Regions from separate parts of the Sus scrofa genome. Here region 1 is linked to region 2. The links are chromatin contacts, called in public HiChIP or PLAC-seq maps. All regions are on one chromosome and are shown on one strand. Each heading gives the region's core, a stretch centred on a gene start, on an enhancer-like site or on the middle of the called end of the contact. The rest is flanking DNA. Distances are from core to core; before and after follow the strand shown. Region 1 has its middle 34 kb from the start of GGTA1P. Region 2 has its middle 19 kb from the start of STOM.

What was found. HiChIP or PLAC-seq counts read pairs in DNA pulled down with a chosen protein or histone mark.
Region 1: a contact with region 2 is called in an H3K27ac HiChIP or PLAC-seq map of alveolar macrophages. The contact joins two enhancer-like sites. A contact is called at or near these places in 1 of 47 Hi-C or Micro-C datasets (fetal heart ventricle) and 1 of 2 datasets of contacts at active chromatin or transcription factors (alveolar macrophages).

What each region holds. Positions count from the first base shown.
Region 1 is chr1:261,620,499-261,623,649 of Sscrofa11.1, forward strand. No RefSeq gene overlaps it. Among named protein-coding and RNA genes, the nearest start is that of GGTA1P, 34 kb to the left of the region's middle. Within about 2 kb of position 1,288, at least 28 of the 83 cell types and tissues checked have an H3K27ac peak or open chromatin away from gene starts, as enhancers often do. A contact at or near this core is called in alveolar macrophages, where this site is marked.
Region 2 is chr1:261,424,724-261,428,171 of Sscrofa11.1, forward strand. It overlaps the pseudogene LOC110259667. Among named protein-coding and RNA genes, the nearest start is that of STOM, 19 kb to the left of the region's middle. Within about 2 kb of position 2,193, at least 4 of the 83 cell types and tissues checked have an H3K27ac peak or open chromatin away from gene starts, as enhancers often do. A contact at or near this core is called in alveolar macrophages, where this site is marked.

The sequences.
Region 1 (3,151 bases), core at 38-2,537, 190 kb after region 2:
GCTCAGCTTATTCATGAGGATGCGGGGTTGAGCCCTGGCCTTGCTCAGTGGGTTAAGGTTCTGGCATTGCCAAAGACTGTGGTGTAGGTCACAGATGCAGCTCGGATCTGGTGTAGCTGTGGCTGTGGTGTAGGCTGGCAGCTGCAGCTCCGATTCGATCCCTAGCCTGGGAACTTCCAGGTGTGGCCCTAAAAAGGGTGGGGAGGGCAGATTCTACAGTGAAATAAGTTTGAGAAATGCCACAGCCCATGTCTTCCTTCTTCCTCTTGGATTTAAAGATTCTTTAGTGTATGAAAGTCTCTGATAAGTCCTGTCGCAAAGCAATCTGTTTCATTTTACTTAACCTGGAATTTTCTGAATATACCTGATCAGGGCATTTCTCTCTCACTTTTTGGGGGGGGAGGCAGGGAAACACTCGAGTCATGTGGAACTTTCAGGGCCAGGGATCAAACTCAAGCCACAGCAGTGACAACACAGAATCCTTAAACACTAGGCCACCAGGGAACTCCTAAAATAATTTTTTTGGTACTTTTTTTTGGGGGGGGGATTTTTAGGGCTGCACTCATGGCATATGGAGGTTCCCAGGCTAGGGGTGTAATCGGAGCTACAGCTGCCGGCCTATACCACAGCCACAGCAAAGCAGGATCTGAGCCGCATCTTCAACCTACACCAGAGCTCACAGCAACACTGGCTCCTTAACCCACTGAGTGAGGCCAGGGATTGAACATGCAACCTCATGGTTCCTAGTCAGATTCCTTTCCGCTGCGCCACGATAGGAACTCTGGTACTAATTTTCATTAAGACCTTTTCAAAAATGCTGGAACTGCAAGAATTTGGAGGCACAGTGTTTCTTAAAATTCTCCCTTTTCCTCATTTTCAGCAGAACTAACCTTAATTTTTGACCTGGGAACTGGAAGGAGACAGCATCAAGGCCACTGCACTGCAAGGTTTTAGGGTTGCCACTAGGTTGGAGGCCAGTGGAGGAGCATTCTTAGTGTTTCATGTACTTTCTATGTAAACAGCACCTCCTGGAGTTGTGCAAGGTTGCAGCCCTGGGCAGAATTTATCATCAAAAAGAGCTGTTCTGAGAGAGCCTCCTTGTCTCAGGGGGCTTTGTATATTTTTTGTCCTGCCTGGCAGGGGACATTTTCTAATAGCAGGCACAAGAGAAACCATATTTAGCACTTGCCTCATGAGTCAAAGGAAGTGCAGCCAAGGCCAAACGCCCTCACCCCAGATAAAAGAGGAAGGAGCACGATCTTGGCTCTCAAACCAACAATCGGAAGCAACATTAACAGCGTCTGACACACAGCAGGCCAGGCAAGTCCTGCTGCTCTGACCTTCTCCCCTGACAGCTCTTCCAGGACCTGAAGTCCTGAATGTCAGAGTCATCCTTTATCCCATGCGTGGTTTCCAGGCTGTGAGCCTCTTTGCCCCCAAGAAAGGGGTCACGTTGTTTCTGAAACCCCAAGCGTGATGTTAGTTAAGATGTGGCCCAAAGAATTAATACATGGAATGTTGCAAGAAAAAAGGAGTTGCGTGCTTTCGGAAGCACCCTCGTAACCAGGCAACTCGGCAGCCTCTGAAAAGTCACAGAGGCCAGTACAGAGCTGAGGAACTATGAGGGAGAAAGGCTTTGACGTATCTGTGTGTAGAATCACTATTTATACTCCCCAGGCACGGGAGATTTGGTCAACAATGTGTTAAGGACCAGGCTTACAGGGATGTGCCATGGGGACAGGGAGAAAGTTCTGCCAAGTGTGTGACCACATGGACTCAGATACAAGACAGATAAGAGTTCAGGTCTTGCTCCCCAATTTAGAATGATGCAGCCTTGGGCAAGTGACTGAACCTCCCTGGCTTTGAATTCCTCGTCTGTAAAATAGGAATCATCATAAGAATTGCTACTGCAGGTGGGTTTCATGAGGGTTGAAGGAGATGGTACTCAAGACAAGTGTCCATTAATAGTTTAGCCTTCAAGCCTGGTTGTTGCTGTTTTTTTTTTTTTAATTATGTTTATGGAGATGGAATGGAGGGGTTAGGTAACAGGAAGTGGGAAGTGTCGTGAAAAGTACAGAGGGAAGAGGCCAAACACAGACACATCATGTAGATATTTCTTTTGGGTTGGGTTCCAGACCACTGGAGTAAAACCAGTATCACAGTAAAGCCAAAGTAGCAATAAAGTCACATGAATTTTTGGTTTCCCAGTGCATATAAAAGTTAGGTTACCTTACAGTATAGTGAGCAATAGCATTACGTCTTTGAAAAAAAAAAAAAGTAGGAGTTCCTGTTGTGGCTCAGTGGTTAATGAATCCAACTAGGAACCGTGAGGTTGCGGGTTCGATCCCTGCCCTTGCTCAGTGGGTTAAGGATCTGGCATTGCTGTGAGCTGTGGTGTAGGTTGCAGATGCGGCTCGGATCCCATGTTGCTATGGCTCTGGCGTAGGCCGGCGTCTACAGCTCCGATTAGACCCCTAGCCTGGGAACCTCCATATGCTGTGGGAGGGGCCCTAGAAAAGGCAAAAAGACAAAAAAAAAAGAAATGTAGGAGTTCCTTGTGGCACAGTAGGCAGCCTTGTCACTGCAGTGACTCAGGGTGCTGCTGTGGTGTAGGTTTGATCCCTGGCTCAGGAACTTCCATATACCATAGACAGAGCCTCAAACAAAAAACAAACAAACAACAACAAAAACAACAATGTATACTTTAATTTAAAAATGCTTTATTGGCGTCCCCATCGTGGCTCAGTGGTTAAGGAATCCGACTAGGAACCACGGGGTTGCGGGTTCCATCCCTGGCCTCACTCAATGGGTTAAGGATCCGGCGTTGCCGTGAGCTTTGGTGTGGGTCACAGATGCAGCTCGGATCCCGAGTTGCTGTGGCTGTGGCATAGGCCAGCGGCTACAGCTCTGATTAAACACTTAGCCTGGGAGACTCCATATGCCGAGGGTGTGGCCCCAAAAAGAGGACAAAAAGTTCTTTATTGCTGAAAAAAAAAATTCTAACCATCATCTGAGCCTTCAGCAAGTCGTGGCAGTAACATCAAAGATCACTGGAATTCCCATTGTGGCTCAGTGGGTTAAGAACCTGACATAGTCCTTGTGAAGATGCAGGTTCAATCCCTGGCCTAGCTCAGTGGGTTAAAGATCTGAT
Region 2 (3,448 bases), core at 943-3,442:
GACCTCAGGGAAATGGTCATTACATAGAGGTCAGGCAAAATGCAGAGACTTCCCTTCATACTCCATGGTGGTAAAGTGGTATTCCATACTATGAGATTGAAAAATAGCTAATGAAGTTATCTTGTAGGTTATGTGGGACTGTGTACTCACTGAGAAGAAAGCTCTGGTGAATCAGATAGCTGCTGCCATAGACTAATTAAAAAGGGGTACAGGAGTGATTGAGCCATGATAGATGCCTTTAATGGCATGGGATAATTTAAAGCAAGCGGGTGACATACTCACATTGCAAAAGCGTTGCCTTAATGGAATGAAACTTAAAGCCTTTATGGGATAATGTTGTAAAAAATCTCTTGCAGCTTGTAGTCATATGGCTGAGGTAACTACCATATTCAGAGATTGATTCCATGATTTGGCAAATTATATTAGTACATGAGTTCACATACTTTGCTAGACATTTTGTGAATGTCAGGTTAAATTAGATTAGGGAAGAGTGGGGTCTTGACAACTGGAATAGCAGTATGTGAGAGACAACAAGGCTTAGAGAACCCCAGACTCCTGGACGTACGTAAAACAGAGTTCACAACTGTGGCACTATTAACATTTTGGAATGGATTTTTTGTTGTTGTGGGGGGCTGCCCTGTGCATTGTGAGATGTTTAGCAGCATTCTTGGCCTCTACCTACCAGACACCAGTAGCAGCCCATCCTTGAATCATGGCAGTCAAAAACGTCTCCAGGTATTGCCAAATGCCTGTCCCCAAGGTGAGGCAGGGAAGGAAATTGCCTCGGGTTTGAGAAACATTGGATAAGTGTTACCTGTTGTGCAAACCTTGCTTGAGGAAACTGTAACTTATCGAGAGAGAGAACTGAGAAGTCATCTCATGCTTTCTCTCGTTGCTTGTCTGGTAATTCAAATTTAACATTTTATTTAAATCGTTAAAAATTTTGTAAAAGTAAAACAAATAGCAATCCTAGAATCACTATCCATCATTCACTGTGAAATATACAGTTCACTTCACACTTTCTACATCTAGATATATGTACACACAGACTTAAGTAATATGGGATTGTAAATCAACTATAATAAAAAATTAAAAAAATAAAACAACATCAAGAGAGTAATATGGGAGTTCTCGCTGTGATGCAGCAAGTTAAGGATCTGATGTGGTCTCTGCAGTGGCTCAGGTCATTGTAGAGGTGCTGGGTTTGACCCCTGGCCTGGGAACTTCCATATGCTGTGGGCACAGCCAAAAAAAGTAATATGAATTATTTAATACTGCAAAATGTTTCTCAGCTGTCATGCATAATGGTGCTGAATAGTATGTTAATTAGCGAATGTCACTGGATCCTCCAACTGGAATTCAAAATGAAATAAAAAAAATGGACATCCGATGCTCTGAGAATTTAATACATAAGTATCTATTTCACACAGGCTCTCAGAACGATTTGTCAAACTAATTAATTTGTATTTTCTCTTAGCGAAGTGCTTCTGCTGTTCACATTCTTTCCATAGCAAAGTCTGTCTGACATAAGAGCACAACCCACACACCTACACAGCATTCAGGAACAGTCACCTTTTATTTAGAGGAGAAAGGAGGACAAGAGCAAGAGATGTAGAGAAGCATCTCCCTGGGGCTCAAATGAAGTTAGAGGCACAAAAGGGACATATTTAAAGTTACAGATGGTACTATGCCAGTGCTGAGTGCGGCGACTTGATAAGGATACCCATATGGTCTTTCATGAACTTATTTTCTCTATCTCTCTGATAGGTGGGGCTCTCTTAACTAGTGGGGCCCATGCGCCCAGTTCTAAGGCTGGTACTGGCTTTTATCATTCAGTGTCCACATGCTTAGATGGTCCTCCTGTTTCCCAGTTGGGTACCTGTTCCCACAGCTGTTCCATCATTCTGCCACCAGTTCCAGTTTTCTGTAGGAGTTAATACCATGAGGGAGGGGAGCTAGCACTCTAGCTCCTTTTCTTTTTTTTTAATATTTAAAATTTTTTTATTTTGAAATAATTTTGATTTACAAAAATTTGCAAAGATGGTACAGGCTTGGGTATACTCTTCCCCAAGCTTCCCTGAATGGTAATATCTTCCATAATCCAGCGGCATTTACCAAAACCAAGAAATTGCCGTGAGTGCAACACTGTGAAAACATCACCGCAGACTTTATTTGGATTTCAACAGTTTTTTCGCCAGTTCCCTTTCTCTGTTTCAGGATATTACACTGCATTCAGTAATCATGCTCCCTTGGTCTCCAAGCTGTGACAGTTTTTTCTTTGTCTTCCATGGTCTTGGCGGTTTTGAAGAGTCCTGGTCAGGTAGTTTATAGGCTGTCCTTCAATTTGAGTTTGCCTAATGTTTGGGTTTGCCATGATTACATCAGGAATATGGAGGAAGAAAGTCACAGGGATGAACTGCCTTTTTCATTGTATCCTATCAGGAGTCCATGACAGCAACACGACTTATGACTGGTGACCTTAACCCTGAGTGCTCACTTGGCTAAAGTGGTGTCTCTGGTTTCTCTAGTTACTTGTATCTTTCTTTCCATACCCTGTTTTTTGGAAGAAAGTCACCAAGCCCAGCCAGCACTCCTCTAGGGGTGGGGAATGTATTTTAAAACTGCATTCATGGAGTTCCCATTGTGGCTCAGAGGTAACAAACCTGATTAATATCCATGACGACGCGGGTTGGATCCCTGGCCCTGCTCAGTGGGTTAAGGATCCACTGTGAGCTGTGAGCTGTGGTGTTGGTGGCAGATGCAGCTCGGATCCACATTATTGTGGCTGTGGGTGTGGTGCAGGCCAGCAGCTACAGCTCTGATTCAACCCCTAGCCTGGGAACTTCCATATGCTGGGGGTAGGCCCTTAAAAAGACCAAAAGAACCCCCAAAACATATCTGTATTCTATCATTGCTTATTTAATATCCCTTCTTACTACTCCCCACCTCCCACTTCTGGAAGTCCACTTAGCTCCTGAGCCTTTGGAAGAGTCTGTGATACACATCAACTTAGTTCTTGGCTTTTCCCACTATATTCGAAGTCACTTTTTCTGCATTCCAGTGTCCACAGTTTTATTGCTGTTGTCTCCTTTTCTCTTCTTTCTGGATTTATGAGTTTATGGGTTTTAAAAATATACCTTTACTGTGGTTTTAGTGGAATTTCAGAGGAAGTGAAATTGAATTATTATGTTGAACTTGCCATCTTTATCTGGAAGCCTTGGGGAAAACATTTCTTAATTATTAAAACTGACATTTAATCTGCATTATTTGCCATTTCTTTTTTTGTCATAATTCTACCATTGATATAATCTGTGGAATCATTGAATGCCTTTGTTTTTGGTACTATTGCTATGTTTCATAAAACATTGTGATCAGTCAAAAAACGCAATTCACAGCTAGAGAAATTAGGCTTCTAGTATTGGTTGATGTTATTGGCAGTGGTTATCAA